Regions from separate parts of the Mus musculus genome. Here regions 2, 3, 4, 5, 6 and 7 are each linked to region 1. A link is a contact called in public Hi-C, HiChIP or PLAC-seq and promoter capture Hi-C data. All regions are on one chromosome and are shown on one strand. The core of a region is the stretch at or near the end of the contact, and the rest is flanking DNA. Distances in the headings are between cores, read along the strand shown. Region 1 holds the start of Hes1 (hes family bHLH transcription factor 1). Region 2 holds the start of Opa1 (OPA1, mitochondrial dynamin like GTPase). Region 3 overlaps Tmem44 (transmembrane protein 44). Region 4 overlaps Opa1 (OPA1, mitochondrial dynamin like GTPase). Region 5 has its middle 100 kb from the start of Opa1. Region 6 holds the start of Atp13a3 (ATPase type 13A3). Region 7 has its middle 55 kb from the start of Gm46567.

Evidence for each region. Promoter capture Hi-C pulls out the DNA fragments that hold promoters and counts their contacts. Hi-C and Micro-C count contacts between places; a contact is called where the count stands out from the background. HiChIP or PLAC-seq counts read pairs in DNA pulled down with a chosen protein or histone mark.
Region 2: an H3K27ac HiChIP or PLAC-seq map of extraembryonic endoderm stem cells shows a contact between it and region 1. The contact joins the promoter of Opa1 here to the promoter of Hes1 in region 1. A contact is called at or near these places in 5 of 39 promoter capture datasets (the C10 cell line, cranial neural crest, embryonic stem cells and 2 more), 3 of 484 Hi-C or Micro-C datasets (embryonic stem cells and pro-B cells) and 3 of 115 datasets of contacts at active chromatin or transcription factors (astrocytes, extraembryonic endoderm stem cells and large pre-B cells).
Region 3: a Hi-C map of the G1E-ER4 cell line shows a contact between it and region 1, with 3 times the contacts expected there. The contact joins the enhancer-like site here to the promoter of Hes1 in region 1. A contact is called at or near these places in 1 of 39 promoter capture datasets (the C10 cell line), 2 of 484 Hi-C or Micro-C datasets (the C2C12 cell line and the G1E-ER4 cell line) and 5 of 115 datasets of contacts at active chromatin or transcription factors (the NIH/3T3 cell line, embryonic stem cells, large pre-B cells and 2 more).
Region 4: a contact with region 1 is called in a Hi-C map of liver, with 3 times the contacts expected there. The contact joins the enhancer-like site here to the promoter of Hes1 in region 1. A contact is called at or near these places in 7 of 39 promoter capture datasets (the 3T3-L1 cell line, cranial neural crest, frontonasal cranial neural crest and 4 more), 1 of 15 datasets of contacts at CTCF or cohesin (large pre-B cells), 1 of 484 Hi-C or Micro-C datasets (liver), 8 of 115 datasets of contacts at active chromatin or transcription factors (the 230-238 cell line, craniofacial prominence, embryonic forebrain and 5 more) and 2 of 9 other capture datasets (embryonic stem cells and pancreatic islet).
Region 5: an H3K27ac HiChIP or PLAC-seq map of embryonic stem cells shows a contact between it and region 1, with 3 times the contacts expected there. The contact joins the enhancer-like site here to the promoter of Hes1 in region 1. A contact is called at or near these places in 3 of 39 promoter capture datasets (cranial neural crest, maxillary cranial neural crest and pre-B cells), 13 of 484 Hi-C or Micro-C datasets (bone marrow-derived macrophages, embryonic stem cells, trophoblast stem cells and 1 more), 29 of 115 datasets of contacts at active chromatin or transcription factors (the 230-238 cell line, the SCID.adh cell line, T-cell acute lymphoblastic leukemia and 17 more) and 1 of 9 other capture datasets (embryonic stem cells).
Region 6: a contact with region 1 is called in a Hi-C map of LSK cells, with 9 times the contacts expected there. The contact joins the promoter of Atp13a3 here to the promoter of Hes1 in region 1. A contact is called at or near these places in 5 of 484 Hi-C or Micro-C datasets (LSK cells, Th1 cells and embryonic stem cells) and 3 of 115 datasets of contacts at active chromatin or transcription factors (extraembryonic endoderm stem cells, memory CD8 T cells and pancreatic cancer cells).
Region 7: a contact with region 1 is called in a promoter capture Hi-C map of trophoblast stem cells, with 5 times the contacts expected there. The contact joins the enhancer-like site here to the promoter of Hes1 in region 1. A contact is called at or near these places in 19 of 39 promoter capture datasets (the 3T3-L1 cell line, the C10 cell line, the HPC-7 cell line and 12 more), 1 of 15 datasets of contacts at CTCF or cohesin (large pre-B cells), 13 of 484 Hi-C or Micro-C datasets (the 3T3-L1 cell line, the HL-1 cell line, adipose-derived mesenchymal stem cells and 6 more), 26 of 115 datasets of contacts at active chromatin or transcription factors (the 230-238 cell line, the SCID.adh cell line, SST interneurons and 18 more) and 2 of 9 other capture datasets (adipose tissue and liver).

Annotation. Positions count from the first base shown.
Region 1 is chr16:30,062,972-30,067,050 of GRCm38.p6, reverse strand. It overlaps Hes1 (hes family bHLH transcription factor 1), which reads right to left and starts at 1,694. Exons shown (of 4, transcript NM_008235.2): 1 at 1,353-1,694; 2 at 1,125-1,220; 3 at 801-888; 4 at 1-179. The coding sequence starts at 1,460.
Region 2 is chr16:29,577,045-29,581,123 of GRCm38.p6, reverse strand. It overlaps Opa1 (OPA1, mitochondrial dynamin like GTPase), which reads right to left and starts at 1,790. Exons shown (of 29, transcript NM_133752.3): 1 at 1,553-1,790. The coding sequence starts at 1,584.
Region 3 is chr16:30,538,772-30,542,850 of GRCm38.p6, reverse strand. It overlaps Tmem44 (transmembrane protein 44), which reads left to right. Exons shown (of 11, transcript NM_001384248.1): 6 at 1,942-2,112; 7 at 3,313-3,462. Among named protein-coding and RNA genes, the nearest start is that of Tmem44, 9.8 kb to the left of the region's middle. Within about 2 kb of position 2,355, at least 29 of the 459 cell types and tissues checked have an H3K27ac peak or open chromatin away from gene starts, as enhancers often do. A contact at or near this core is called in the G1E-ER4 cell line, where this site is marked.
Region 4 is chr16:29,605,624-29,609,702 of GRCm38.p6, reverse strand. It overlaps Opa1 (OPA1, mitochondrial dynamin like GTPase), which reads right to left. Exons shown (of 29, transcript NM_133752.3): 8 at 1,934-2,020; 9 at 1,237-1,350. Among named protein-coding and RNA genes, the nearest start is that of Opa1, 28 kb to the right of the region's middle. Within about 2 kb of position 2,387, at least 10 of the 459 cell types and tissues checked have an H3K27ac peak or open chromatin away from gene starts, as enhancers often do. A contact at or near this core is called in liver, where this site is marked.
Region 5 is chr16:29,680,945-29,685,023 of GRCm38.p6, reverse strand. No RefSeq gene overlaps it. Among named protein-coding and RNA genes, the nearest start is that of Opa1, 100 kb to the right of the region's middle. Within about 2 kb of position 1,818, at least 67 of the 459 cell types and tissues checked have an H3K27ac peak or open chromatin away from gene starts, as enhancers often do. A contact at or near this core is called in craniofacial prominence, embryonic basal ganglia, embryonic forebrain and 6 more, where this site is marked.
Region 6 is chr16:30,386,376-30,390,454 of GRCm38.p6, reverse strand. It overlaps Atp13a3 (ATPase type 13A3), which reads left to right and starts at 1,925. Exons shown (of 34, transcript NM_001128096.1): 1 at 1,925-2,107; 2 at 2,803-2,848.
Region 7 is chr16:29,756,516-29,760,594 of GRCm38.p6, reverse strand. No RefSeq gene overlaps it. Among named protein-coding and RNA genes, the nearest start is that of Gm46567, 55 kb to the left of the region's middle. Within about 2 kb of position 2,009, at least 13 of the 459 cell types and tissues checked have an H3K27ac peak or open chromatin away from gene starts, as enhancers often do. A contact at or near this core is called in epiblast stem cells, stem cell-derived cardiac mesoderm and trophoblast stem cells, where this site is marked.

The DNA.
Region 1 (4,079 bases), core at 445-2,944:
CCCGGGGTAGGTCATGGCGTTGATCTGGGTCATGCAGTTGGCCAGGTGGCCCAGCAGCCGAGTGCGCACCTCGGTGTTAACGCCCTCACACGTGGACAGGAAGCGGGTCACCTCGTTCATGCACTCGCTGAAGCCGGCGCGGTATTTCCCCAACACGCTCGGGTCTGTGCTGAGCGCGGCTGCAGGCCAGAAGGAGAAAAGATGGGTCACCGAAAAGCCCTGGCCCCGGAGCCATACAGCCTCCCGCCCTGGGAGGTCCCCGCAGCGCGCCTCCGGAACCACCTGGGGTTGGGAGGGTTGGGTAGGCTAAGAACAGCCAGCTCCTTCTCCCTAGGTTGGGGACATAAGCCAGGACACTCCCTCCATCTAAACCGATCTCAGCTCCAGATCTGCCACCCCTAGTCCCGCGCGCGACCTGACCTTGGACAATGCCACCCAAGGCGCCTTCCAAACCCCACTTCCCCTCCTGCGGCAGGGGTTGGACCGGTGCTAAACCACTGACCCCTACCTTCTATCCAGCCCCAAACTTCCTCAGTCTTACGTCCTTTCGCCCTCACCGGCTTCTACCACAGCCAAGCTGCCCACCACCCTTCTCGGCTACAGCCTCTCCCTCCATTTCCGGAGCAGTAACAACTTGGGAGCTGTGGCTATAAATAAGACCCAGACCGTGGGAACGCGGAGTGAGCCAAGGCAGTAAAATGTAGCTGAATGCCTCTCACAACCGCGGGCGGAAGTCTGGAAGAAATCACCGCGGGCCGAGAGGGACACCCGCAGAGAGGGGACGCACGCGCGGTCCTTACCGGTCATCTGCGCCCGCTGCAGGTTCCGGAGGTGCTTCACAGTCATTTCCAGAATGTCTGCCTTCTCTAGCTTGGAATGCCGGGAGCTCTGCGCAGAAAAAACAAGGGATGAAAGTCAGTCCTCCTTGTCAGCTGCCTCCGAGTTCTGAAGGTCCCCGCCCGCATGTCCCACATCCCAGGGCCCGGCGGCCTCTCTCCCGCCAGTGGGAACGTAGTGCTGGCGGGGTAAGATCCACATGCAGCAGGCTAAGAGCTTAGTTCTTTGTGCCTGGGAAATGCCATTCCATTCGTAATTAAAAATAAAAAAAAGCATTGCTCACTTACATCTTTCTTAAGTGCATCCAAAATCAGTGTTTTCAGTTGGCTTAGACTTTCATTTATTCTTGCCCTTCGCCTCTTCTCCATGATAGGCTTTGATGACTGCAAAGGGGGAGAAAAGAGGTCCTGAGTTCCCACGGGATCTGCCATTTCACCCCGAGGTTTTAAGAGAAAAGTAAAAGGAGTCCCGCTGTGCACAACCCACTTAATTTCTAGACGCAGGTACTGTCTTACCTTTCTGTGCTCAGAGGCCGTCTTTGGTTTGTCCGGTGTCGTGTTGACACTGGCTGGGGTAGCAGCCACCGGGGAGGAGGAATTTTTCTCCATTATATCAGCTGGCATTTTCGTTTTTTTTTTTTTTTTCTTCTCAGTCCCCAGAGAATTTTATTTTTGGAATCCTTCACGCAAAAAAAAAATAATTTTTTTTTGCTTACGTCCTTTTACTTGACTTTCATAAGAAAAACTACTGAGCAGTTGAAGGTTTATTATGTCTTAGGGCTACTTAGTGATCGGTAGCACTATTCCAGGACCAAGGAGAGAGGTAGACAGGGGATTCCGCTGTTATCAGCACCAGCTCCAGATCCTGTGTGATCCGCAGGCCCTGGCGGCCTCTATATATATCTGGGACTGCACGCGAACGGCTCGTGTGAAACTTCCCAAACTTTCTTTCCCACAGTAACTTTCAGCCAATGGGAGGAAGAGACACGCGGCACCGCTCGTGGACTGCGCCCCCCCATTGGCCGCTAGGCACAAGGTCTGGCGGCCAATGGCGCGCGCCTGAGCCCGGGGCACCGGAGGCTACAACGTCAATCAAAAGGATTTTAACCCTTTGCTAACTCTTTCCTCTGGGCTTTGCTTAGTTTTAGTCTAGTCTATTTCTTTTGTGGCCAGGCCTTTGGTTTTTATTGTTCTTGCTGCATGCAATATAACTACTTTGTATAATAAGTTCATTTGAAAAATATTTTGAACAGATATAGGCCAAGACAAAATTTAGTGATTGAAAAAAGGAGGGAACAAGGTAAAGAGGATGTGTTACTCTAATGTCTTCCGGAATTCCCGCTCGAACTCTGTATGTTTAGGGGAGTCAAAACTGCTCATGAGGTTGGGGAGATACTAAACCCCACACGCTAAACATGCCCTTACCGTCCCCCCAAATGCCTTCACAGCCAGGGTTTTCGGAGCAAGGTGTCTTTTGGATGCTTGTCTCCCTCTAGCCCATTCATTCCTCTCTTGGAATTGCAACCTTGGACCTCACGCTTCTCCAGAAAACAATCAGAATAATTTCCTACTGGGCAGAAAGGAAATGGAATTTCAAACGAAAAAAAAAATGAACAAGGGGGGCTTTGATAGCAATGCGACAGGAGGGGCGCGCTCGTTCCTCCGCCACTCTCTCTACCTTTCTCCCCGCAGGCTCCCAGTTGGCAATACGGATAGACGGCGGGCAAGGGAGTCGGGGCTCTCCCCTCCTCACCCCGCGGGCGGCCAAGGCGGCCTCGGCGCCCCGCGCGCGAGCCCTTTAAGAGCTCCACCAGCCGAGCTGCAGTTTGACATCAGCCGGCCGGCGAGGGCGCGCCTGGAGTCGGAGCACGTGCCAGGATGTTTTATTGCCGCCGCGGCTGCGGCCGGGGCCCAGAGGATGTGTGTGTGTGCGTGCGTGTGTGAGTGTGTGTGCGCGCGCCCCGGGGGCAGGGAGGCGGGGGCCGGCGGCGGCCGGCCGGGAGGGAGCGGGGGCCGCCTCTGGTCCCCGGGAGAAGCCAAGAAGGTAAATAGCAGCTGCTGTGCTCGAGCCTGGGAAAACCCCGCCCCCTGCGCCTGGCCAGGGCTCATTGGCGCGCGCTGCGTGTGGGGTGTGTGCGTGCGTCCGTGTGTCCGGGGCCCCCTCCTCCGGCCCGGGCGAGCCAGGAATCCGCGGGGGCGGCGGCCCGAAAGCTGAGCCCCCGCGCTGGCCTCCCTTCCCCCGCCCCGGCCAAGGTCAATCCTTCCGGGCAGGGAGCGCACGCCCAAGGGTGGCGATCGGGGAATTCGTGGGCCCCCTTCCCCGTCCCCACCCCCCATCGCCACCCCCCACCCCCAGCCCGCCGGGACTCCGGGCTTGGGGATCTGAGCGTGGCCGAAACCACCCGGGTGACTGCGGCGGGGGAGGGGTCCGGGCGCCCGCCGCGGTCACGAGATGCCTGACCGCACTTAGGAAGCGGCCGGGTCAGCCTCCTGCCTCCGCTCGGCGGCTTGCGGTTCCAGCGGCTTCGCTGCCGCCCGCCCCTTCCCCGGGTCCCTCGCTGCGTCCAGGAGGCTGCCGGCGGACGGCTGGGAAGAGACGGGCGGCTGCGTGCTGCCGGCTGGCCGGGGCTGCGCGCCGGGAGTCGCCGCCGCCGCCGGGTGCCACGTGGCGGGCGCCGGGCCGGGAGCGCCAGGGCTCTGGCGGCGGCCTCCCTGGGGGATTTGCCGCGCGGCGCGGGCGGTGCGCACTGCCCGGGCGGCTGCCTGCCTCCCTCCTGCCTGCCCTGGCCTCCACCCGGGTGCCCCAGACCCCTCAGTTTTCCCGCCGCCGTGAACTCGGGGCAGCTCGGGATCCCAGCGCGTTGTTTGATCCCCGCCCCCAGTCTTTCCCGCGTCCGGGAGGCCTGGCACACAAGGCGCACCGGCTCGTCCCTTCGTCCCCTCCCCCAACCTCCCACTGAGATCATGTGAAAGATTTCTCCAGCTCTGGTCCCGGACGAGGTGGTGCTTCCTTGACTGCATGACCTTGGGCAAGCCCCCCCCACCCCCCTTTGTGATGGAACGCCAGACACTGTTAAACCCTGGGATTACCACGATGAGAGATAGAGTGGCCGCTCCCACGGAGTATTTATTCTCCAACCTACTGCAGGGGCGCACAGAACCGGGCTTTCTGGACAATGCTTGGGGATTCTGTTTTTCCCTTTGGGGGCTTAGATCGTGTTGCGGGGGGTTGAATCCGGAGGG
Region 2 (4,079 bases), core at 541-3,040, 490 kb after region 1:
GATTGATTAAACAAACAATACAAACTACAAACCTGTTTATTTGTAAACCAACTTTAAGTGTTTCCTACATACCTCTTTGAAAAGAGTATGCTATCTTCTACACTTTTTTCTGTTTTATAGAAAACTAGATGTCTCCACTTAATTATAAAACAGCAGCAATAGTAAAGTTGTAAATAGCTTATTTCAATAGAGAAGGTTGTGAACGTATTGCTAAATTAAAATCCCACAAGATTAAAAACAACCAACATTGCAGTAGAGGCAGTTGCACTGTGGACTTTTAATTAACTGTGATGAAAGGAATGGGTCCATTCCTTATAAGCATAATACATAATTTATACCATTAAAAAAAGTTTTGGGGAGAGGGCTGGAGAGATGGCTTATTGGTTATGAAGAAGGGCTAGTCTTCTAGAAGTCAGAGGTTGGATTCCCAGCACCCACATGGTGACTAACACCTGTCTGCTACTCTAGTCCCAGGTGACTGAATGCTGTTCTCTGTCCTCTGTGGGCAGCAGACACAGAAGTGGCACACAGATATACATGCTGGTGAAAGAGATACAAACATATTTTTAAAAGTTCTAGCCCGGCGTGGTAGCCCAAGCCTTCAATCCCAGCACTCGGGAGGCAGAGGCAGGTGGATTTGAGTTCGAGGCCAGCCTGGTCTACAGAGTGAGTTCCAGGAGAGCCAGGGTGATACAGAGAAACCCTGTCTCGAAAAACAAAAACAAAAACAAACAAACAAACAAAAGTTCTAGGGGCTGTAGAGATGGGTGGAAACCTTGGTGTACACTACTTCCTGTAATCAAATGTCTGAAACAATGTGCTAAGCTTGGGGGTTATTGGAACAACTTATATAGATAACATCAAATTTAGTATCAGTAAATGCATATAGCAATTCATAGAAATAAAACTACTTTGAGGTTTTCTACTTTAAAACAAGACTACAGCAACATCCGCAGCGAGACTGGAGAAGTGCATCGAAGTGGACCTCAACACTGAACAAGATCTCTGACGGGGCATCTCTTAAACACCGCCTGATATCATGCACAACACCACTCTAAATTTGACTCCAGTCAGAGGGTCAGGTAAACGGGCAGAGAGCCCTTTCCCGCGTATTATGAAAGGACATACTTTCAAGTATGCTGCTGCAAGTGCTACCAAGTAGCTGCAAGAGCAAAGTGTGCGCTGTGGCATGGCGTATGGCTGCAAGAAGGCAGTTAAATGACACGCACAGAGATACAAGGACAGAGCTAGGCCAGGCCAGAATAGCAACAATAAAAGCAACAACTAGAGACAGATAGCAGGGAGATCACAAGGACAGGGACAGGAACGATGGGCCAAGGCAGCAAAAATCTTCATGTTGAACAAGGAATGGTCACCGGCCAACTCCCGTCACTCCTTTGGGTATTCAAACATTCGCGAGAATTTTTTTAAGAGCCTCGGCCCGGCCTGAGGGTCAGTCACCTGCACATTCGGGAAGTAGTGATGGGTCAACCCTGCTGTCCAAATGGCCCAGAACCTGACATAACGGGGCCAGGTCGCAGGCCGCACTTACCAGGCCACGGCCGCCCGACCTGCTCGCCACATCCCGCCAGAGCAGACCACACACAGGCGCTGAGACGGCCACGGGGGGAACCCCGTGTCGGCCCCAGTCCGATTCCTGCTCCGACAATGACCCAGGAAGAGGCCCTCAGCAACAAGGGCATAGAGCAGCCACCGAGTCCCTCCCAATGGCGCATGGACTTCCGCAAGAGCCGGCTGGGCTCCCGTAGTCAGTCCGTCTCCGAAATAACCACCCACAGGAACGCTAGGCAGGCTGCACAAACGGGCCGCGGATGACATGCGCATGCGCGGGGAGCCACTGGGCGGGACCTGTGTAGTGCTCCTCTTCTTGGCTCCGCCCTCAAAGTGTAGGAATTTTGAAAATGAACTGGGCGGGCTGGGTGCAGGAAATCCACTGGACGAATGTTTATTAGGAGCAGCCAATTTAAGGAAATCTTTTAAAGATCATTTTCGTAGCTGAATCATATAGCCAGAAGATCGAGTATGCGAGACACCTTAGAAAGTCCGAGATCTGATTGGAAAGTGACTTCTGACATTTAAGCTGTAGGTTTGGGATAAACACATACAGTTTTATTAAGACACAAATGTTTTTGTTTTGTTTTGTTTTTTCATTCCCCCCTTTGTTGGCTTTCACCTGAATTTTAATGGCACCCATTTTATTGAAATGGCCCTTGTCAAAGTCTCTTAACAGCGCCATCTCTCCAGTAATGGCTCCTTAGTAGTATCTGCCTAAGTTCTCTTCTTAGTTTTCTTTTGATTTTCAAGACGTCAGATTCATTCTTCCTTCTCCTTGTAACCTATCCCTCCCCACTCCTCCCTATCAACCCCTCTTCGGACGTAGTTGATGTCTAGTCTCCTAGCTACCTGCTTCTCCCAACTATTATTTAATATTCAAAAGTTCCAGTTAGGTTTTGGGCCTTTTGAGTTCCTTCCTTTTTCTGGCTACATTTTCTCCTTAATAATCTAAATTATTTGTATCAATCCAAGTATCTTCTCCATCTTCAACCATTTTTGTATTTTTTTAAAGAGAACAGGGACTCAAAACAGGAATATTGCCAGTGAAAGATTGTGAAGTCGATTAATGGTGTTATTGGAAAAAATCAGATAGTCTTGTACTTTATTTCACTTCAAGGATACATTCCTTTCACTCGTCTCCCTTCCCCTGTCTCTGTCAGTCTCTCTCTCTCACACACGCACATGAAATACACACCACCACCAGCACCCCAAATAAATTGCTTTTTATCTAATTATCAAAACCATAAATCAGAATCCATCTAGTCACAATAGTGGCAAGTATATAAACGCAACTGTCTGACAGTAAACGTTCTGATTGCAGGACTTGAGGAATATATTTACTGTGATGACTGTCTCAATGATAGCTGTAGATAGAAACCTTCTATAAAGCCTAACCAGTATAAACCAAACTAGAAACCAGTTTAAACCCCAACTTTTTCTAGTATTGAATAAAAAATGCATTTGTTATTGTTGCTTCCTAATTCTTGTTGGAAAACACAAAAGGGAGAAGTAAGTGACGGCTGCTTCCATGTGTAATGTGTCTTTGCAGTTTACAAAGCCCTTGCTTTATAATTCCACTTCTAGGCTGGGACTATGTGTAACTTATGTCTACCATTGTATTAGATAGCAAAATAGAGTTAGCATGAAAGTCTCTAGATAGTAGCTAATTAAGTGAATTACATTCACACTAGTCACAAAACCTATGAGCTCTCAGTATCCAAATAGAGAATAATATCTGAAATAGATTGCCCTAATTTGAAATGGCTTTAATCTAGGTTTTTGTTTTGTTTTAACTTCACAATGCTGTCAAAGAAATGTGAAGAAGAAAATTCAATAGAAGCCATGCATCCAATACTTGTTTCAACCAGCCTGTTTTCTATATTTAATATATTATCTAATAAGGGTGATTTACTCAATCCCATATAAAATAGGCCACTTGACTGCTAATGTATCTGTTGTAAGCATGTTTAAGGTTAGAGGGCTAGACTGAGGTAGGAAGTTTGGGATATGGGTGTGCCTCAAGTGAGACTTTCAAGTTATAATGGGTTTATATGACATCCACTTCACGCTATGTACATTGAGGAACATCTACTTATAATGCTGAATAGGAAAATTAGTTAGACTGTTATGAAATCAAACCACCACCACTAGTTCAAATTCAGGCCAGAGTTTTTTTGTTTGGCTACACAGTGTGAAATGATGTTGGACTTTTGCTACAATTTAAAAACAGAGAAAATTTACATTTAGATAAACCAGTATTCTGCTTTTCTGTTTTGATTTGGTTTGGTTTTTTTTTTTTTTGAGACAGGGTTTCTCTGTGTAGCCCTGGCTGTCCTGGAACTCACTCTGTAGACCAGGATGACCTTGAACTCAGAAATCTGCCTGCCTCTGCCTCCCAAGTGCTGGGATTAAAGGCGTGCACCACCATCACCGGGCTGATAAACCAGTATTCTTAAAATATCAGACAACATTATGCCCTAATCTTAAAAAAAAAATACTAGGAA
Region 3 (4,079 bases), core at 1,106-3,605, 480 kb before region 1:
GGGAAGCAGGAGAGAAGGCTCCTGTGCTGCGATGGAGTGAGGGCAGAAACCATTCCAGTGTCAGGCTGCAGGTAGTCTTTCACAGTGGTGCAGAGGGAGAGTGGGACCAGAGGAGGCAACAGCTAAGAAAGGGATGTCTGTACCCAGGGGAGGACGTGGAGAAGCCACCATACAGGACAGTGCCTGAATGAGCTCAGGGATTGGTGTAGACACTGCCCTGCCAGGTTTTCTCCATAGAAGACTCTGTGGTAATGCCCCTGCCTCGGTAATAGGACCAGCACCACGCCTGATACTAGAAAGTGAGCTGGGCCTGTTATTTAACCCGAGGAGAAGCACTTTCCCAGGAGCACCGTGCTTTAGTGCCAGGGTCAGAAGAACAAGGGCTGGGAGGAGGGCAGCTTGCGACTGAGCATGAAGAGCCGGGCTGTGCTTTGAGGCCTGAGCCTGCAAGTCCTGTCTCCAGGCTAAAGGAAGAGACAGAGATGCTGCCCTGGCTGCAGCAGTCTCTGGGTGAGCTTCACATGTCAGGGAGACCTTCCATGGATCCAGGGCAGTGTCCTGACCTCCTGTTCCAGTTCCCTCGGGCCTGCAGCGGGATGGTCAGGCTGGGGAACTCACAGGCCCTCAATAGACCTGAGAGGCTTCCCCTGTGCTGTGGGAACCATGCAGAGGGGCACCATTACCCCCAGCCATTACTGGGGCCAGGGACCAGACCCACCCTCACATCCAGGCACTCCACAGTTAGGTGCTTGACTGGGTCTCTCTATTCAGGGGCCTTCAGCAGGTGGAGGCCAGAACAGTGGCTGGGAAGAAACTAGCTGAGATACAGGGGAGATGCAGCAGTCCCTACAGTGCCTTGTTTGTTTGTTCTGTGCTGAACATTGAGCCCCAGACCTCACATGTACCAGGCAGGCAGTCTTCCACGGAGCTGCATCCACAGTCCATCTGAGTATTCCTTGGGGATTCAAAACAAAAATGAAAGAAAATCAGCCAAAATATACTTTTCTCCCGAAATTTGTTCCATTCCTTAGCCAACACCCTAAATAGTTCTAAATGCCGCCACTTAGCAAGATTTTAAAACCAGATTATACATGTTTTATACTTGCATATATATATATGTAAATTTAAATATATATTATGCAATTTAGTACATAGTCTTTATATGCACATATAAATGTATATATAAAATGACTTAAATATTAATTTATATTTATTAATTTATTAATTGCTGGAGACATGGCACATGTATACCATGGCTCAGGTTTTACGACCACAGGACAACTTTCAGACCTTTCTTTCTTCTTTGTGGGTTCCAGGCATCCATCAACCTTAAGTTGTCAACAGCAGGTGTCTTTATCTGCTGAGCCATCTCACTGGCCCTAAAGTGACCTCATGCCTACAGACAACTACTACCATGAATATTGCATATGTCCCTTTTTGTGAGCCAGTCCATCCTCTCAGAATGTCTCCGTGGCTTCACAATTCCATGTCATCTCTCCCTTGATCTCCCTGTTTGGTGTGGTTCCACAGGGGAATAGCTGGCCAGTGGCTCTTTGTAACCCATTCTCCCTCACCTTCCCCCGCTGGCATTTCCAAGTTCCTACCCACTGTCAGAAGGGACGGTCTCAGGTCTGCTCCCAGGAGTGCCCCGAATGTGTAAAGAGTCTCACGCATCCCTCCGTGTCAGGCAGGTGCCAGGTGTTAGGGTCCAGAGGAGAATCAGTATTCCATAGGCTGCAAACAGTAAGAAAAGCCCCCACCCCGTTTTAAGATTTAAATCAGGTTCTGAGGAGTTTGCCAGGCAAAAGTAGCAGCTTGAAGAACAGCTCGATCGATGCCTAGCAGAAGGAGCGCCCTTTGTAAGTGGCCGCTCATAGAGGGCTTGCCCAATGCCACCAAGAGATCCAGTGTCCTCCTGCCCGGCCCCTCCTCTCTATGCAGTGTCGGGGCAAGTCACTCTCCTATATCCACCTGTGGACCCGGTTCCTGTCAGCTCTGGCTGGTCTCCTCTACGCCTCGGCCATCGTGGCTCATGACCGGCAGCCTGAATACCTCCTTCAGGCCACACCCTGGTTCCTGATTTCACTGGGCCGAGCTGCGCTGGACCTTGCTGTATCCGCCCAGGCCCAGTGGCTGGGGAGGCTGGGTTGCCCGCAGCCAGGGGCTCTGTCCTACCTCCCACTCGGCATGCCTTCCTTTGGTCTTGCTGGCCAGCACACTGACCCAGCAGTCCAGTCATTAAAAGCCTGGGACAAGCAGACGCCAGCAGTGATCCGCAGTTCAGGGCTTGCCCGGTTCAAAGACAATTCTCTGGCCCTTAGCTCTCTGGAATAGCAAGGGAAAGGGGAGGCTCTGAGCCTTCTGGGTCAATGGGCCCAGCTCCAGGCTCCATTCTGTATCCTACCAGGCTTCTCTGGATGGAGCCTGCCCTCGTTGGGGAGAGGCCTGTGTAGAGATCAGAGCTGACAGAGGTGCCTTCAGTTGGTGGCTGCTGAGCCTCCTTGGCTTCTGGGGTCCCAGAGGTGCTGCCTGACATGCTGTCACCCAAGCGACCTTGCACAAGTGTTTCAAGGGCAAGGGAAGCTGTGCTGCTGGCTGGGGGAGGCCAGAGGTGCTGATAGCCTCTGAATGTGACCCTGTTGTGGTGGTGGGAGGGTTTAAATTACCCAGAAGTCTAAGATCAAAACAGGCCACTCTTAAAGGCTCTGCCTGAGAGGCTGCCCTCCTCCCTTCTGATTACCCGTGACTCCCAGAATTCTCTAGCTGGGGCTTTATATTGCCTTTTCTTTTTGAGACAAGTTTTTATTACATTACCAAGTTCAAGGCTGGCCTTGAACCCGAAATGCCCCAGCCTTGGAAGTTCTAGGATGACAGGTGTGCGCTACCACATCTGGCACAGCCTCGTAATTTCAACATCTGCTGGTCTTCAACACCTTGTCCCTTTTGTGCATCTCTGCATGTCTTCCAGTCTAAGAACTCTGGGCACTGCACGTAGGCTCACTGTGGTAATAATCCCCTTTGGCTCTCCTTTCAAATAAGGTCACGATTTGTGTTTTCACACAGACACTGTCCTCCCCACCGTGTGTGCTATCACTGTGAGCCATGTTTCCCAAATGTTTCCATCTCACAAGCATTTAGCAGGGAACAAAAAGAGAGAAAAATTGATCAGGTCCTGTCTTCAAGATAAGTCTCTGTCGGCCTGGGACAGGGGCGCCAGGGCAGGCTGCTCAGGAGGCAGGGGTGTGAAGAGCGCCCCCTGGAGGCTGAATTTATCCACTTCCACGTCGGTGTACCTTAACTCCCACATTTCAGATCATCTTTCTGTCCTGCGTGATAAAGAGCAGGATGAGCCGAGCCTTCAGATTTGCTACAGCTGAAGCCAGAGAGAGTGCCGACACACAAGCCCTTTTGACCTGTGCAGAGAAGGAAGAAGAAAACCAGGAGGCCAGGACGGAGGACAAGGTCTCTCTGGGTAGAAAATGTCTGGTTTGGTGGCTGGGTGCGCAGAGGTGGGAAGTACTGGGATCAGGGGCTTCTGGAAGTCTATACTCTTAAAAACTACTTTTTATGTCCAAAGCTCCCGAGATCCTGAGTACAATGGGATTCTCTTTTTTCCCAGTTGGCTTTGTGTTGTTTTGTTTCTGTTACTGAAGCCGTTCCTGCCTCTGTGTGGTTGGATCGTCAAGTAGTCTTGTTATTCAAGTAACCCATTGACCCACATACTGCCGAAGTGAGCGTCTTAATTTTAAAACAATGTGGGTTTTCCAGGCTTCATCCGTAAAGTCACTTTCCCACGCGTCTCTGACGTCATTACTGTGTCCTGACAATTCCAGAGCCATGGGCATGCTGAATGTTCATCCCTGCCTTTGCACATCTGTGTGACGTGCTGTCTCTGGAAACTTGTCCCAGGTCATAAGGACATTTGTATTCAAGACAGTTTAGCTATCTCGGCTTGGAGGCTGATTTTGCTAACGTCTGAGGCAGCATTGCTCATGACCATGTCCAACATTTACAGCTCTAACTCGTCACTAGTGAGAGTCCATATGTCTGAGGCAAATGTCTGTCTCCTTAGGTTTTCA
Region 4 (4,079 bases), core at 1,138-3,637, 460 kb after region 1:
ACTGTCAAACAAACCAAAATAAGTAAACAAACAAACAAACAAGTAAATAAAAAAAAAATTGGAATTCCGGGTGTTAAAGCAATTCAGGGTGTTAGCACCTCAGGTGCTAAGATCCTAGCAAAAAATGAACTGCCGAAACGAATCACCCAAAAAATGAATCCTTCATCTTATGTGCTATGTCCCTTCAAGACAGGGATATTTAGAAACCAAGCAGAAAGCTGGGTTAAAGAAGCCAAAATGCTAAGCCCAGATTTGCCAATTTCACTGCTCTCAGGAGACACAAATAGGAGTTTATCAACAGCAGGCAATGGCTTGTCTGAAGGCAACCTGCCTCCCAGGTTAATTTCCTGAAGTATCACACACAGGAAGGTGACCTACCACCAAAATAAACTTAATTAAAACATCAAGATATTTGTTTATTTGGTAATTTGGCTGCACAGCTCTCAAGTGTTCTATATATAATACCACAATGTCAAAAGTTTACTCATGCCTGGTAGGTCAGGCTGGCACATATTAAGAGCTGAATAAATATTCATACTTTTTTTTGTTTTTCGAGACAGGGTTTCTCTGTATAGCTCTGGCTGTCCTGAAACTCACTCTGTAGATCAGGCTGGTCTCGAACTCAGAAATCCGCCTGCCTCTGCCTCCCAAGTGCTGGGATTAATGGCGTGTGCCACCACGCCCAGCTATAAATATTCTTAATAAAAGAGTCTACAGCCATTTACTTTCTTCCTGTCTCTATTGGTGAGTTGTTAGCGGTTTTATATATTGCACGGCTTACTTACATGCACACATGCATACACACACACCCCTCCACACACACACACACGCCCCTCCACATAAACCCCCCCCCCCCAAAACTCCTTTATCCCAGTGACTCTGTTCTTGTAATGGTTTCCTCCTACCATTTTTTTCTAGCTTAACAGATCATGATAACCGGCATATAAATACTATAGGAAACTATCTACATTTGATGACACCACTTGCAATATTCTCATTTTCTGAGAGCAGCCTCTTTATGTGTCTTATTCCAGATAATATCAAGAGGCCTTCCAATGTCACGTAGACAGCCACTTCCTTTACCACCTCTCTTCACTCCCTCTCAGCTCTGGACATGTGTGTGCCCCTAGCTGTGCCCCCTACTAATTCCCACAGTGGGACTAACCCCCAAGGCTGTGTGAGAGCCCCCTTTAGCTGTGTGAGAGCCGTCGGTGGGACGCCTCCCTCCCTTCCCACCTTCACTGGAGAGCGTGTCATCATCTCGCCGGACCCTCTCGGGAAGATCCGGGCCTGAGCAATCATTTCCAGCACACTGGTTTTCCCAGCACTCTGATCTCCAACCACAACAACCTATCACAAGACAAGGAGCATACATTAGTTCTCTTCTGATACCAAATTAAATGTATGTAGGGTTTGAATGTTATCATTTAAAACATATTTTAAGATATTTAGAGCCAAAAAAAGTGTTTGTTTGTTTGTTTTCTTTTTTTTTTGAAAGAATGAAGTTTGATGCATGTAGGTACTCTGGAGATACATATAGCAAAAGAATTAATTGGCTCCACTATTTACATTCAAATTTTTGTTTTGAAAACTATGCCAATTGAAAGTTATTTCTAAAACCAGATCATTAACTTTCCACAAATATTTTCCATAACCAGTTTACATTTTACAAACATACTTTTGGATTCTGTTAGACTAAATTTCATCCAAACGTTTACAGTTTTTGCCTAGGTATTTTAACACTATAATGAATGTATAATGGCAAATATCTGACATTTTTCTTCCAAAACATATATATTTGCTTTTATGGTCTCCAAAATAAGGAACGAAGCAATGCTTTGTATCTGAGGTATCATGGGAAATACAGAAATTACTATGACACAAGGAAAGAACTTTCCTGCTGACAGCAGGTCCTGGTCTATTTTCCCCTTACCCGTGGTAGGTGATCTTGTGTATTGTAACTGGCATCATAATCAGAAAGAACATCAAGAACTTCAGAATACATATCAATCAAAGATTTCTGCAAAAAAATTAAAATTAGCAAAAGTCAGTGAAAATAAAACAAAGACCACAGATACATGAAGAGAAAATGTAGATACATTCAAATTTGCATTGTTTTTTTCTTACTATATGTTTTCATAGTAAAACTAGTATAAGAATTAATGCTACTTCTTCAGTTTATTTATTAATTTAGGATTTCATAATCTAGTTAGACAGTAAAAGAGAAAGCCTATTAACATTAATGAGTTAACCATTAACACCATAAGAGTCAAATACACTGTCAGGTGACCAACTAACAGAGAAATCACACTCTGCCAAGACTAGGCTCTGTGAGAACAGAGAAGAAGGGGAAGGAGTATTAGGCAGGGAGCGCATGCGTGTAAGAGCAGGCTGGGAGCACGGGCGTGTGAGAGCCTGGAACAGAGTAGAGAAGTGGTCAGGGTCAGTGTTCAAGCAAGAGAGCTTACGCAGCCTAAGAACTGGGAAGGCTGCAGTGCAAGCAAAGGACAAACGTCCTCCGTTGCTTTTCTTTGGACACCAGGATTGAGCATGGCATCATGAATACAACAGCTTCAAGTAGGCCAAGGAACACACACACACACACACACACTCACACTCACACACACACACACACACACACACACACACACACACACACACACACTCACACTCACACACACACACACACACACACACACGTCTGAGAACAAAGGGTACCCAGCAAGCACTTACTAAGTAGGGTTAGTGGGAACACTATGGAAGTTTAAGCACACTTTTGCCTCTTAATACAGAGACTCCTAAATGGCATATAGCTGCTCTCATGTCTTCTAAAAATAAACACATTGCATAACTATTGTATCTCATGAGGAAACATCATTTCTAAGACAACTCTATTTCCTATCGCTTGATCCTGACTTCTCAGAGGCCAGGAGCACTGTAAAAACAGTTAGGCTTTCATGCATTGGGCGCTGACGACTTAGAGCCAAAGTTACTAAAGCACGTTTGTTAAACTAGAGAGACATCTTCAGATCTTGGTTCTAGAACATGTGTCATGATCCGCTATGAGTCTCCCATGCTGCAGCAACTCACTTTTACATATTCTGAGACAATGATTACTGCATTAAACTTTCAAGTTAAAAGAACAAGTCAACTTAACACATCTTGCTTGGGTCTGTGGTGATAGCATTATTGATAGTGGTAACTAACAATATATCAACGACAATAATATCAACATACACTTATTTTCAAAAATTGCTATAGTAGAAAACTTCCCTTGGAAAATAAGAGTTAAAATTCAAAACTGAAGACAAATCAACATGGAAACACCAGTAAGGCAACAGTGGCATGAGTCCCGTAAGTATTCGGCAAACTACAAATCCTCATTTGGGGCAGGCAAGATGGCTCAGCACATAAAGGCACATATCACGCAAGCCTGGCGACCTGAATTCAATTCCTGGAACCCAGTAAAGGGGGGGAAGGGAGAATCACCCCCACCACAGACAGACAGACAGACAGGCAGGCAGGCATACATCCATGTCATACACATATTTGTGCACAGATAATAATTTTTAAAAAGTTTTTAAAAGAATCTCAATTTCATAAATATGAAAATTAAGCCTGAAGATAAGCTAGGTATTTTATTAAAATAGACTGATTCATAAGAAAGTCCTCTTAAAATATGAAGATTTTTATGGGCATAATATATGATGGATTTGGAAACTTCAAGTTATGAATTATTTACACTGTCTAGAAGTGAAAAGATGATACATGCTTCCTAATTTATTAAAGTGTTTCATCCTTTAGGGTCTGGGGAGATGGCTCAGTGGTTTAGAGCATAGGCCGCTCCTCCAGAGGACGCAGGTTCACTTCCCAGCACCCACACAGCAGCTTACATAACCATCTGTTACTGCAGTTCCAGGGATCTGGCTTCCACAGACACCAGGCATGCAAGTGCTGCATGGATATACATGCCAGCAAAATACCCGTACACATAATATACTTTTAAAAAGATAACTGAAAAGGTCCACTATTTGCCCCCAGTGTCAGCGTCAGCGCTCTGGGACCCACTAACGGTTGCT
Region 5 (4,079 bases), core at 569-3,068, 380 kb after region 1:
TTCTGCACCCACTTTATTAATGTTAGGAGAAGGCGAATGTCATCTGATAGTGAGAAGGCTAGGCTGACTCCATGACAGGCTTCAAATTGGTAGTTAAAGAGAACTAGGCCTAAATCTCTGTTTCCAAGAACTGGGCAATTCCAAACAAGTCCTGGCCTCAGAAGCTGCCCTGCCACCTGGCCTGAGGCAAGGCCAATGGGTCAGCGGCAGTTTCCAGACTTCCTCAGCTACTTCCTCAGCAACAGTTTCCAGACCTCCCCAGCAAGTTTCTAGCTCCCACATTCCAGTAATGGAATGTCCTTAAAGATAGACCCAACAGATTAACACAGATGTCACCTACCCTGGAATTCCCTCTGGGTGTTTCTCTGTCTTGGTAAAGAGAGATCTCAGCATGCTGGACTTCTGCAGAATAAAACTCTCTTTTCGTTTACATACAATTTGAGTCGGGGGTACCATTTGGTACCATTCTTTCAGAATCCTTACACGTTAGCATGGCTTTTGTTGCCCCTGGGAACCTGCCAAGCAGGCAAGGGGCAGCAAGCACTTCCCAGTGCAGCTCTGGTGGCAGCACTTCCCAGTCTATCCTTCCAAACCTGTTTTGGTCCAAGCTTTGCTCCTCTCAATAGCTCTAGAACAAAGGACTTGTACTTCCGGTTTGTTCTCTGTTCCTTGGTAGCCTGTCAGCCCAACTACAACCTTGAGCAGCAGCACCAGGGGGACAGATAAGAGATTTGACTTGAGAGGGTGACTTGCCACAGAATCAAGAAAGACCTTTGGTGGGTACTGCCAACCCCTTCCCCATACTTATGAATTGGTCCCCTGGTTCATTTACTGCTGGGCAAGTGCTCCCAAAATGTCCCTGTAATTGTGGAGTACCTCAGAGATCCTAGGGAGCAACGAACCTCAGTTCCACATCCTAGAGCCAGGCTCTGTTTTCTGAGCTGAGAGATTGTATTATTTTAGAGATGGATCTAAAAATACAGGAGCACACACACACACACACACACACACACACACACACACACACACACGAGCACACGCCTGTTCGTGTTTGTTCAGCAAACGTGTCTACCCTCTTTTTCTCACTCCTCTCCCCCCATCCCCACCCCTCCCGTGTTTGTACTGGGTACCAGGGAGGCCTCTCACGGGCATACAGAGAAGAACGGATACACAGAAAAAAACGATGCCTGGCTTTGGGAGCACCATCATGCCCCTGTCCTGAGCAGCGAGCATTTGGCATCGCAGCTGATCACAGGAGACACCGCCTCAAAACAGAAAGCCAGCCTCCCCCATTCAGAGAGAGGAGAGGTCACAGAGACCCAGCCACTGACCTGCGGGCCTCTCACTCACTCGTCTGATCACGTGCAGCTCCCAGGGGACTCCATTGTCTGCAGGGACAAGCTGGGGTTCATTTGGGAAACTGTCTCTGGGAATGGAAAAGGAGATTTCAACCGTGGAGTTAGACTTTTGTGTTCATACAACTGTGTTTTGTTTGGGGGTTTTGTTTTTTTCAAATAATGCTACACAGAGAACCCTAAGAAAGTCCCCAAGCCGAAACAGACAGGCACATCGCTTCTTTTTATTCTATCAGTCAGGGGGGAAAGAGTAAAAAAAAGAAAGAGAGGGAGAAAAAAAGAAATGAAAGCAAGGAGAAAGAAGCCCCTTGAGCCCCCTCCCCAGTCCTTCCCACCAGCCACGTGGTTTGCACAATTAAATCTCAATAGCTCCTTCCTGGGCATTGTGAGGGCTGTGATTGCCCCATAAGGAGAGTCTCAGCGGCATGCAGAGGGACTTGGCTCTCCATAGCAGAGTTGAGGGTCACGCTGTCTCCACAGCTCCTTCCGGCAGCACCTAACTACACAGACTCCTTCCAGGTCTGAGTGGTTCCCAGCAGCGGGGGAGCCTGGCAGGAAGCGTCGTGGGCTCCAGCCATGGAAAACCTGTCTGGCCATAAAGAATGCAGAGGACACTGACATGCCAGCTTCGCTTGCTTCTTTTTCTGGGGTTACAATGAGTTCATCGCCAGCGCTAGGTTGGTTTGTAGCAAAAGCTGGGACTTCCTCTTCCACCCAATAGAAATCGTGCAGAGTCTTAAAAACCCCATATTTTCCATCGAAGAAATCCTGAATTTTCAAATTCCCTCTTAATAAAATTGCAAGCTCAGGAACAGGTGAACATCTTAAATCTGAAGCCTCATGTGGAGCAGGCCTTAGTGACGTCAGAACCAGAGGAGGGGTGGAGCCCTAGGCTGGGGGGCGTGTCTCCCTTTCCCTTTCCCTGTTCTCCTTGTTTCCTGGGCCACCTGCGGAGAGCTTGCCTTCCTTTGTCCCTTGACCCCTGCCACTCATCAACAACTCTCTTCCTGGAGACCTTGTCCACTCCTACTGCCTCCACCATATTTCTCTATCTCCATGTCTCTGAGAGTAACCTGCCTAGACCCGCTGCTTTCGGTAATTTTCAGCCCCTATCTCCCGGTCTCCATCACGTTTTGCTGCATTCTCTCGTGTGGTGTTTTGCCGATTCTGTTTACCTGCCCACCACCCTAGGTCTGTGGGTGTCCGCTTTCCTAAAGCGTCATCCCTTTAACACAGTTGTTCATGTTGTGGTAACCCCAATCAAAAACGTATTTTCGTTGCTACTTTATAGCTGTAAATTTGCTACTATTTCGGATTGTAATATAAATATTTGTGTTTTCCAATGGTCTTAGGCACCCCCCCCTCCGTGAAAGGGGACTCCCAAAGGGGTCTCCATCCATAGGCTGAGAAACACTGCCCTAAGGGAGCAAGTATCCCTCCAGAGTGGTGTCTGAGATGCCTTACTCTGGGAGGCAGCGACAGATCTGTGAGTTCTAGGTCCGCATGGTAAGTTCTAGACTAGCGCAAACTACATAGTAAGAGCCTATCCAAAAAATTAAAAAAAAAAAACATATGTACATATAATTCTGGGAAGTGTCACTTCCTAAGGCATTCCTGCCAAAACGTGGGAACTAATTTGACAATTCACATAGCAAGATAATGTACGTGAACACACACACACACGTATGACACATATTCACAATTCACATATATACAAAACTACGGTCTTTCTGGTGTCATGGCTGGGGCACAGTTCTGTGGGAAGAAGAGTTCTAAAAGAGAACTGAGCACACTGGTGTGTGAAATGGACAGCTGTGCTAGAGGAAGCGTGTGCAGTCAGTTTGGATGGGAAAGTCAAGGCAGACATCAGTGACCATCTGCGTGAGTAGATGGAGCCTTTGATGTTTTGGAGAAAGAAGCAGGGTGCTAAGCCTTCTGTTGCATTCTTATGAGTATATGATACTGGAATGGTTCCTTGCATGGAGATGGTGGGAGGGATGTAAAATACACATTTTTAAGGCTGAGGCGGCCTGGACCTCTATCTCTTTGATAATACTAGGTGTATTATCACAGAATGAAGTTTGTGGCTCCTAGCTGTCCCCATCCCTGGAAAATAGGCAGCTCTGGGACCCCGTGACTCTGCTTTGACATCTGTCAGCTACTGTGGGTCCAGTAAGAACCCCAAGATGTATGCTGTGTGAGACCCTGGTGGTGTGGCCCGTGCTAGCTCCTTTTTTTTTTTTTTCCATATCATGCTGTGGCAGACCTTGGACCAACGGGTTGCCGTGGGTCAGGGGTGGGACCTCAGTGGCTTCACACAAGCCCAACCGCACAGACTCTCCTCTCATCCCACGCAGCCTCAATACAACTTGATGTTATTTATTGAAGGCACGGAGCCTGCAATTACTGCCTTCAAAACCTGAAAACAACTCAGACCCCTCTCTCATCTTTGTACGGTTGAGAAACTCGTTTCCCTCTAGCCTGTCGCACTTACGGATACTTGCAGAACTCAACCCACAGCCCAGGAGAGCTCACTTGTGAGTCAGACCTACCCCTGGAAACAGCTCTGTCTCCTGCCACCAGAAAATGTATACCAGACACAAGCTGCCTTCACATTGAACACTCGCACACCGAGCCTGCAGCCTCCCCAGCTCCTTCCCAGTCACCACACCTCAGGTTCTTCTTGACCATCATCTCTCTCTCTCTGAGGGACTGGGAAGACTC
Region 6 (4,079 bases), core at 676-3,175, 320 kb before region 1:
CAGAGAGGTCTTAGTTACAGAGACTTGACAACTGGGAGAGCAAAATCCTTTGCAAGCTGAGGCAGTAGAGTAATTTCAGAAGGTGAGAACACCCACAGTGTCAAATGTGGCAGAGAGATGCTGAGAGGTAGTACCGAGGACAGTTCTGCAATGGTGGATGACAAGGTCAAGGGTTACTGTCAGTTGAGCTCTCTCTCTCTCTCTCTCTCTCTCTCTCTCTCTGTGTGTGTGTGTGTGTGTGTGTGGTTAGTTTGCCACGAGTTGAGGAATGAGGAAGTACAGGCAGGCCAGGGGGAGACCCACTGTTTAAGAGGTGTGCATAAGAGGGTCAGAAACACTTGATGGCTAATTGAAGAGGGCACTCTAAGTGGATGGTTGGCTTGACAGTTTTATTTATAGGACCAGGAGAGGCTTGTGCTTGTTAAAATCTGCGAGGTAAATAACCAACTGCTAAGGAAGCTGTCAGGAGTGTGTGCAGGGTTTTTTCAGTTCTACCCAGACTTCCTCAATCCTAGACTACTTACGTACTCCAACACAAGTGAGCTAGGGAACACACGGAGGGCTGAAACCCAATGGGGAGCAGGAGCTGGGAAGCCACAGCTGTGGCTCATCGTCATTTACTGTGATGTCCACATTACCTGGTAAAAAGAATTTCGTGGTTGCCATCCAGCCCTTCACCACTGCGGTTGGAAAGCAGGATCAGCATCCTTACTGTTCCCATTGAAGTGTATTAGGGCCACGTATCTGGGGCACATTACCGACCCAAATGAGGTGCTACTCTCTGCTGCGGACCAAGAGGCAGGATGCTCCATGCCTCTGGTGGACGGTGCCCAAGTATGGGAACAGGAGCTGAACACAGCTGTTCCCTCCTCTAAGACAGTCAAGCAGCTAAAAGTTATGTTTGTAGGAAGGTAGGAGAACAAAGATGGCCAGGCGTCTGGGATGCAGGTGAGGTAGACTCAGAGTGGAAAGATGGCGGAGCTGGAGGCAGCAGGTGGCAGGCTCAGCTTCCCGCGCTCGACAGGGAGCGGAAGGCAGTGAAAACCAAAACCGCGATTTGAACATCCGGGCGAGGCAGTGCCCCAAGATAAATCTCCTGTGGAGGGAAGTATTTAATTTGCTTCCAGCTCTGTCGGAAGAAACTCCTCTCTGAGACCCGGCTGTCTTCCGTATGGAAGCTCTCTTACCTACCTGACTGTTCTCTGTCCCACGCCCGTGGGCTGGGCCAGGAGTTCCATTGGAATTAAAGTGTTCTTTTTGGTATAGGTGGGGATAAAGGAGGGAAAGAATCTGGGTCCAGAGCTAGGACTTTGCTCTCCACCTTGCCAGCACAGGCGTCCTTTATGATTGCCACCCTAGACAAGCCTGCACTTACCACTGGGCCTCAGTGTCTTTGTTTAGAAAATGGGGGTTTGGACTACGATCTCCTCGCATGGGAAGCGACACCTAAGTTGATCGCCTCCCGCAAAATGAGTCCTGAGCAGCATCCCGCTAGCAGTTCTCGCTTAGGCGGGCTGGGGGCCCCGTAGGCGAGGAGGTGGGCGGGACCGGAGGGTCGCCCCGCCCCCTGACGGCCCCTCCGCGCTGGGCGCTGGGATGAGGCAATCACGTGACCTCACATCCGGCGCGGGAGTCCTGAGCTCGCGGGGCGCTCCCCGTGTGCCCGCCGGCCCTCCCCGCAGCGTGACCGGGCGCCGTGGCCGCGGGGAGGGGGTCCGCTTCGTCGCCGACGGCGGGAGACCGCTTCGCAGCACAGACCGTCCTCCTCCCCTGCCGGTCTTCCGCGCCGCGCTCCCTTGTTCTCGCCCTGCCCGGCTGCACGCCGCCGCCGCCGCCGCCCCGGGCGCCGACAGCGGAGCGCGGACGCCCCTGAGCCCGGTGCGGCCCGGGCCCCGCCGCGGCGCCTCTGTTCCCACAGCCGGAGCCGCGACGCGTGGCGGCGGACCCTCGAGCCCGAGCGACCCGCGGCCGCCGGCGCCGGCCGTGGGTGATGGGGCTGGGCTGAGGAGAGGCGGCGGCGGTGGCGAAAGCGGCCCCCCGGCCCCCTGCGGCCTTTTGGCTGCCCGGGCCGGGAGGCCGCGGAGAAGGCGGCACGGCGGCGCGGCTGGTGAGTGACTGGGCGAGCGGGGTGTGGGGCGGGAGGCGAAGGTGATGGGGAGGTTGGAGGAGGCGAACGGCGTCGCCCGGGTGGCGGGTACCAGGTGGGTCTGTGGCTGCTTCCTCGACTCGAATCGGACATCACCTCTCTGGGAAGGGGTATGTGTGTGACAGGGAGAGGGGTGCGGAGACCCGGCACTGTCTGGGAGCACGTGTACGTGTGGAGGTCTGGAGTGCACCCTCTGCGTGCCGGCCGGCCCCGCTAGGCCAGCCGCTCTAGAAAGTCCAGAAGGTGATGTGCCCGGAGCAAGAATGTGGGAAGGGCCCCAGATGGGTCCGTGCCGGTGCTGACTGTCCGAAGCCTAGTTCGGCCCCAGCCACCGACGAGTAAATCACCCTACTATCAGCACACTCTACACCGATAACCGAAGTCCAGAAAGGAAAGCGGACTTGAGGTGTCAACACTCCAGATTAAAGGGAGAGACGCAGGGCCGTGAGGACTAGAAAAGCCCAGACCCTTTTTTCGCTACGTACTCTCTGGCCTCGCCTTCACACAGACTGTGGGCCTGATTGATCGCTTTTCTGGTGGGGTGTGGAGTTGGGAGTGGAGGAAGGAGTAGCATTTGTCGACTGACAGTAACTGTTTGGGGCTTCCCAGTTTGGAAGGCTTTTGTGACAGGTGTTCATTGTTTATTTCCCCCTTAGGTCTGACAGAAGCACCCTAGGATCTTGGTGTCTGGATACATAAGAGGTATGAATCACTTACATAATTAGCTCCCAGTCATTAATGTTTTAGAGCTATATTTAGTGGCTTGTATTAGTGCAAAATGAATGGTTCTGGAGTCATAAACCCAGAAATTTATGTGATTCTGAACTGAATGGAACACGTTTGAGTATGTTAATGGTGATTTTTTTTTTTTTTGATCTGTGAAGCAGGACTGCAGGATTGTTTAAATCCAAGACATGTGGGGCCTTTTCGTGACGAATACAATTATAGAGGGTTTGAGGCTAATGTGAAAGTTTATTTGTTTTTACTTACATGTGTGCTTGAGTATGTATGTGAAAGGCGTGGATGCCCTCGGAGGCCAGGCCCTTTGAAACAGGTGGTTGTGAGCTGACTGCAGTGGTTAGGTCCTAAGAGCAGCACGCACTTTTTACTGCTGAGCCATCTTTCTAGCTCCAGTGCGATTTTATTCTGGAAGGGCCAGCACGTCATTAAACGGGCTCCACCTTTGATTAGAACCAAACCTTTTTTGCTAAAACTGGCATCAGTTTTGTTTTCCTGGAATATATGTGTAGCATTCTTTTTGAGGACTGTTGCTTTGCTGAATAGGCTGTAGTTGCTAAGATAGATTGTGTGGACATCCCATCAGGGTTTGTCCAACAACTTCAAAAGTACATCAGTTTCTGGAAGTTCTTTTTGAGATGGTAAACCCATTAATGACAGTTGTAGAAGAGGAAAAAAGATGATACTGCCTCAGCCTTCTGAGTAGTTGTGTTACAGGCAGCAGCACTAAGTTTAGCAGGGAGGATACTGTTTACTCCGTTTCCTGGTGTTTCCTGGTGTCTGCTCTCCCCACTCCCCAGTCGTTTGTCACTAGTTTAGGTAGAGGATGGAGTAGTTGAGATTTTTAAACGTTGTTAGAACAGCAGTGCTTGTTTTGGTTATGGGATTAGGCAGGAAAAGTGATAATTTATATGTTTCATTTAAGTACGGTTGTAATCAGATGAAAATATTACGTGGCAGTGTAGTTTTGAAAACAAAGTTGATAAGCTTCAAGCTGATGGAGCGCTATGATTGATTTCTTAGCCCAGGCCAACCAGTAACAGAAATTGAAATTTTAATTTAGAATTAGTTTGAGAATTTAATTTAGAATTAGAATTAGTTATATAAATTCCTATATTGGCATTAAAGTAGTTTCATAGATAGTAGAAAGAAAATCTCATGTCCTATGAAGTGCTTGGTTCTGTTATCAGATATT
Region 7 (4,079 bases), core at 760-3,259, 310 kb after region 1:
AGGTCTGTCTTTGAGAATCTGGGTTGGGCTACAGCAGTACACATTGCTAGGATCAGAGTGAGCAAGCGGGCAGCAGTGCTCAGGGGATTTGGAAAATAGCTTTGACTTTGAACCATACGTCCAGATGTGTGCCTGTGTGGGCATCTGAGGCTTCTTGCAGACAAGGTTATTGAAGGAGGAGGGAAAAGAAAGGGCCTGGGTATGGGCCAGAGGCACGCTTCTCTTCTGCTACCAAGTTCTGGGGCAAAATTCCTGGAATTTGAGAATTTTAAGCTAGAATTGGAGTTTTTGGCTCTTACAATATGCCTCTGTAAAGATAGGGAGATAGGATATATTTCAGTAACTGTTCTAATCTCATTTTATAACTTTTAAATAATAGACGGAGTCATTGGAACACTTGCTCCAGGCACTGCAGCCATGTCTGCTGGGCGAGTGTACCAAATCTAAGGTTCAGAGAGTGGAGGGTGCTCTGGGTTTTGTATCTGTTTAGCACTATGGCTGGGAGTCCTTGTGCTCTGCAGCCTCTGCCCAGCCTTGCCTGAAAAGCATCACTGAAGCTTTATCAGACTAAGGAGCAAGGATGGGGCTGGGGCCAGGGAGAGCCATCGTGGATGTTCTCAGTCTTGAGCAGCTCGCCTTGTCTGGCCTGCAGTGTCCCTCCATAGAGAGAAGGCTTTTGAGTTAAAGTTGCCTCGTGTTTCATCTCATCAATCAACACATTGAACTAAAGTCCCCAGGGCCCCCTCCCTCACAGTAAATCAATTGTCCCACATAATGCCAGCCAGTGCCCACTGGCTCCACAGAGCTTTCTAATCAAGCTGAGACCAAATCTCAGAGGAGCATGTGGATCTTACTGCCCTGTCAAAGCCTCTAACTTGAAGAGTGACAATCACCAGTCCCCATGAGCACTGTGGAGAGTAATCTGAAGTAAAGGGATTAGTGGAGGCTTTATTTGGAGGGAACTCTTATGGCTGGTTGATGGTTGAACACACGCAGACAAGGGACGCTCATCTGGGACCCAAGACCAGAAGGTGGTGAAACAGGAGTGCTTGAGAAGTCTGTGATCGGGTCAAGTGGGCTGTGTGCAGGTCAGAAGGTGTAGGTGCTGGGCTGTGTGCAAGTCAGAGGGGGGTGGGCTCAGTAGTTCTGAGTCCTGTGGACTGTGTGCAAGCCAGCTGATGTGAATGCAGTAGATTCCAAGTTCTGGACTAGGAAAGTCTGAAAGAATCATGACAGGCAGGCCCTGGAGCCATCCTTGTCTCCACCCTGACATTCTCAGCTGGACTAAGGCCACCCACAAGCAAATATTTTCATGTTATTGATCATTTCTGACAGCAGCTAGGTGTGCTCTCTAGAATAGAAGCTTGACCCATGCAGGAAGCTGGACTTTTTTTTTTTTTTGCAGAGTGGGAGTGTTTTGAATACCTCAGGAGCATCAGCCTGAAGCAGCTCCAACAGGTGCCTGTGTGACTGAGGACTCGATGTCACCCCCTAGGGTGTGTATCTGCAGCAGCTCATGGCATACTCATCTGTGTGTTCCCTCTTTATTCGCCACTTCCAGCTGGAGTCCTCCAGCACGTCAGATACCCATGAGAGCCAAGGACAAGTCAAGAAAGCATCAGAAACAGCCAGGAGGCTTCATAAGCACCACGGTTGACTGAGAGAAGGAGTAGAGACAAGAATTGTCCCCAGTGTCCCGAGAGGCAGATCTCAAGTGGCCACTTCCTTTACTTTCTCTTTGCAGGCTGTAGCATGTTAAAAATGAAGCCTTTAAAAGCCTAGACCTAGAAATTCGAGGCCAGATGACGGCAACCTTCCTCTTAACTTGAGTTCTTTTTCACTAGACAGTGTAGCTGTGCACAGTCCTCTCTTCTCACATAAGGTTTGTTTTGGGAAGCAGCTCCTCCCCCACCCGGCCTCCCAACGAAGCTCTCCCTGCCTCTGTCTAGCACCTGAGTAAGAACAGAGCAGATGATGCCAATGGAGGCTGAACTAAATGGGCCAGATGTTTCTGTCTTTTCCTAATCCACAATACCAAACTCCCTCTGTCTTCACACCTCTGCCCCAAACACACATCCTGCCACTCCTCCACCCATCCTTGCCACATGCCTGCACAGCAGGGGGGCAGTGCAGGAGAGAGGCAGTGAGCCTTCCTTCTTGATTTAAATACATACTTCTTCTGGCCATGGTTCAAGTCAGACAACAAAAATCTTGGCTTGCATTCAAAACCCGAGCTCATCAGGCCCTCACCTCCAAGATTCAAAGAAGGAGCAGGCAAGCAAGATGAATCTTTGTCGACCAAGTTGGTCTGCACTGGAGTGGTGTCCAGTGCACTGCAGTCCCTCCGCAGCTCTGTCGTACCCCAAGTTTCACAAGCTGCGGCTTGCGTTTGTCTGACTGCACTTGCCTGTGCAGATGCTTAGGAAAGGGCTACCGAAAGCTGCCAGGATGAGTTCTATCCCTTTGAGGACTGGATTGCTCACCTAGGGAAAAGGCTCCAAGCTAGCTCTCCCTGATTCATTTCGTTGGTTGCTATGACCTAGAGAAGGTGGTTGAAGAGCTATGTTTCCAAAAACAGAGGCTGCTAACCCAGCGCCATCCTCTAATTCCAGGCCATACAGTTTCTCTTTGCATCTTTATAGACACTGCCTGGGATCTTCACATTCTGGAGACAAGGCAACTAGGAGAGAAAGCAGACCAGCACCTCGAGTTTTCTCTGGTAAGGGTCCATGATTTGCTGAAAAATGATGCCCAGACTCAAATAGTCCAGCATGCTGAGGTCTACCATTACCAACATGGAGATTCCCCAGTGAGCTCACTGGCCCGATTTAAGGCATGTTAGGGGAAGTTGGCTGTCTCTCTAGAGACATTCCAGAGCCATTGTTGGGGCTTGGGGATAGGGTAGGAGAGGGTTGAGGGGGGCGGTGCTGGAAACTGTTGCTGTTGCTGGGAAGGTCTGGAAACTGTCGCTGAGGAAGTAGCTGAGGAAGTCTGGAAACTGCTGCTGACCCATTGTCCTTGCCTCAGGCCAGGTAGCCAGCCAGCTCTGAGGCCTGGATTTGCCTAAACTTGCCCAGTTTTTTGGAAACAGAGATTTTAGGCCTAGTCTCCTGAACTGTCAAGTTGAAGCCTGTCATGGAGTCAGCCTAGCCTGTCTCACCTTGATAAGAAGGTAGCAGAGCATCGATTTAAATAAGGCACTCCAGGCATTCAATCCCATTGTCTTTCCACTACAATAACACAACACAACTATGGCCAGATCCCAGGAGCCTTTTGGTCTGTCCATCAAGGTTCTATCCCCATAGGATGCTACAGCCCCTTCACCAACAACTGCAAGTTCTCTACTTTCTGAACTATGTAAGTTGCTGCTTTAAAGAAAGGAAAGCATGGATAAGGTTTTCCCCTCCACAGAAACGAACATTCCTTCGTTGCTTCATTGTTGCTTCATTGTCTGTTTGTACAAGAGAACGTTAGAGGGGCATCTCTCCTTGGAGAGAGCCAGACTGCCATCTGTAACTCTCCCAAGGCTCAGCTGTCTTAACTAAGAGACGTTTCTCAGCTACCTCTCCATCACTTTCCTCATTACCGACCCTTTGAGGTGTCTCTTCTGTGATGATGACTTTGTAAGCTACCTTTGGATGGAGCTTATGAAACCTGAGGGTATCCTCCCGGGTCCTATAATTGAAAGAGAAAACTAAAATCAAACAGAGAGAAGCGAGTTGTTTAGAGGCATGGCCAGAACCACAACTGCTGCCAGTGTCCATTGATGCTTTAAACCCGGGGAGCTCCTGGATGAGAGCAGGTGGCGCCCCAGATAAGAGCAGGTGGCGCCCCAGATGAGAGCAGGTGGCGCCCCAGATGAGAGCAGGTGACGCCCCAGATGAGAGCAGGTGACGCCCCAGATGAGAGCAGGTGATGCCCCAGATGAGAGCAGGTGGCGCCCCAGATGAGAGCAGGTGACACCCTGACCTTGCTGTAGTCCTGGGTCTCTCTACCACGTGCACATTTGGGGTTTGGTTTGGTTGTTGCTGGTTTTGTCTGTATTGAGTCAACATTTTGCTCTGTAGCACAGGCTGGCC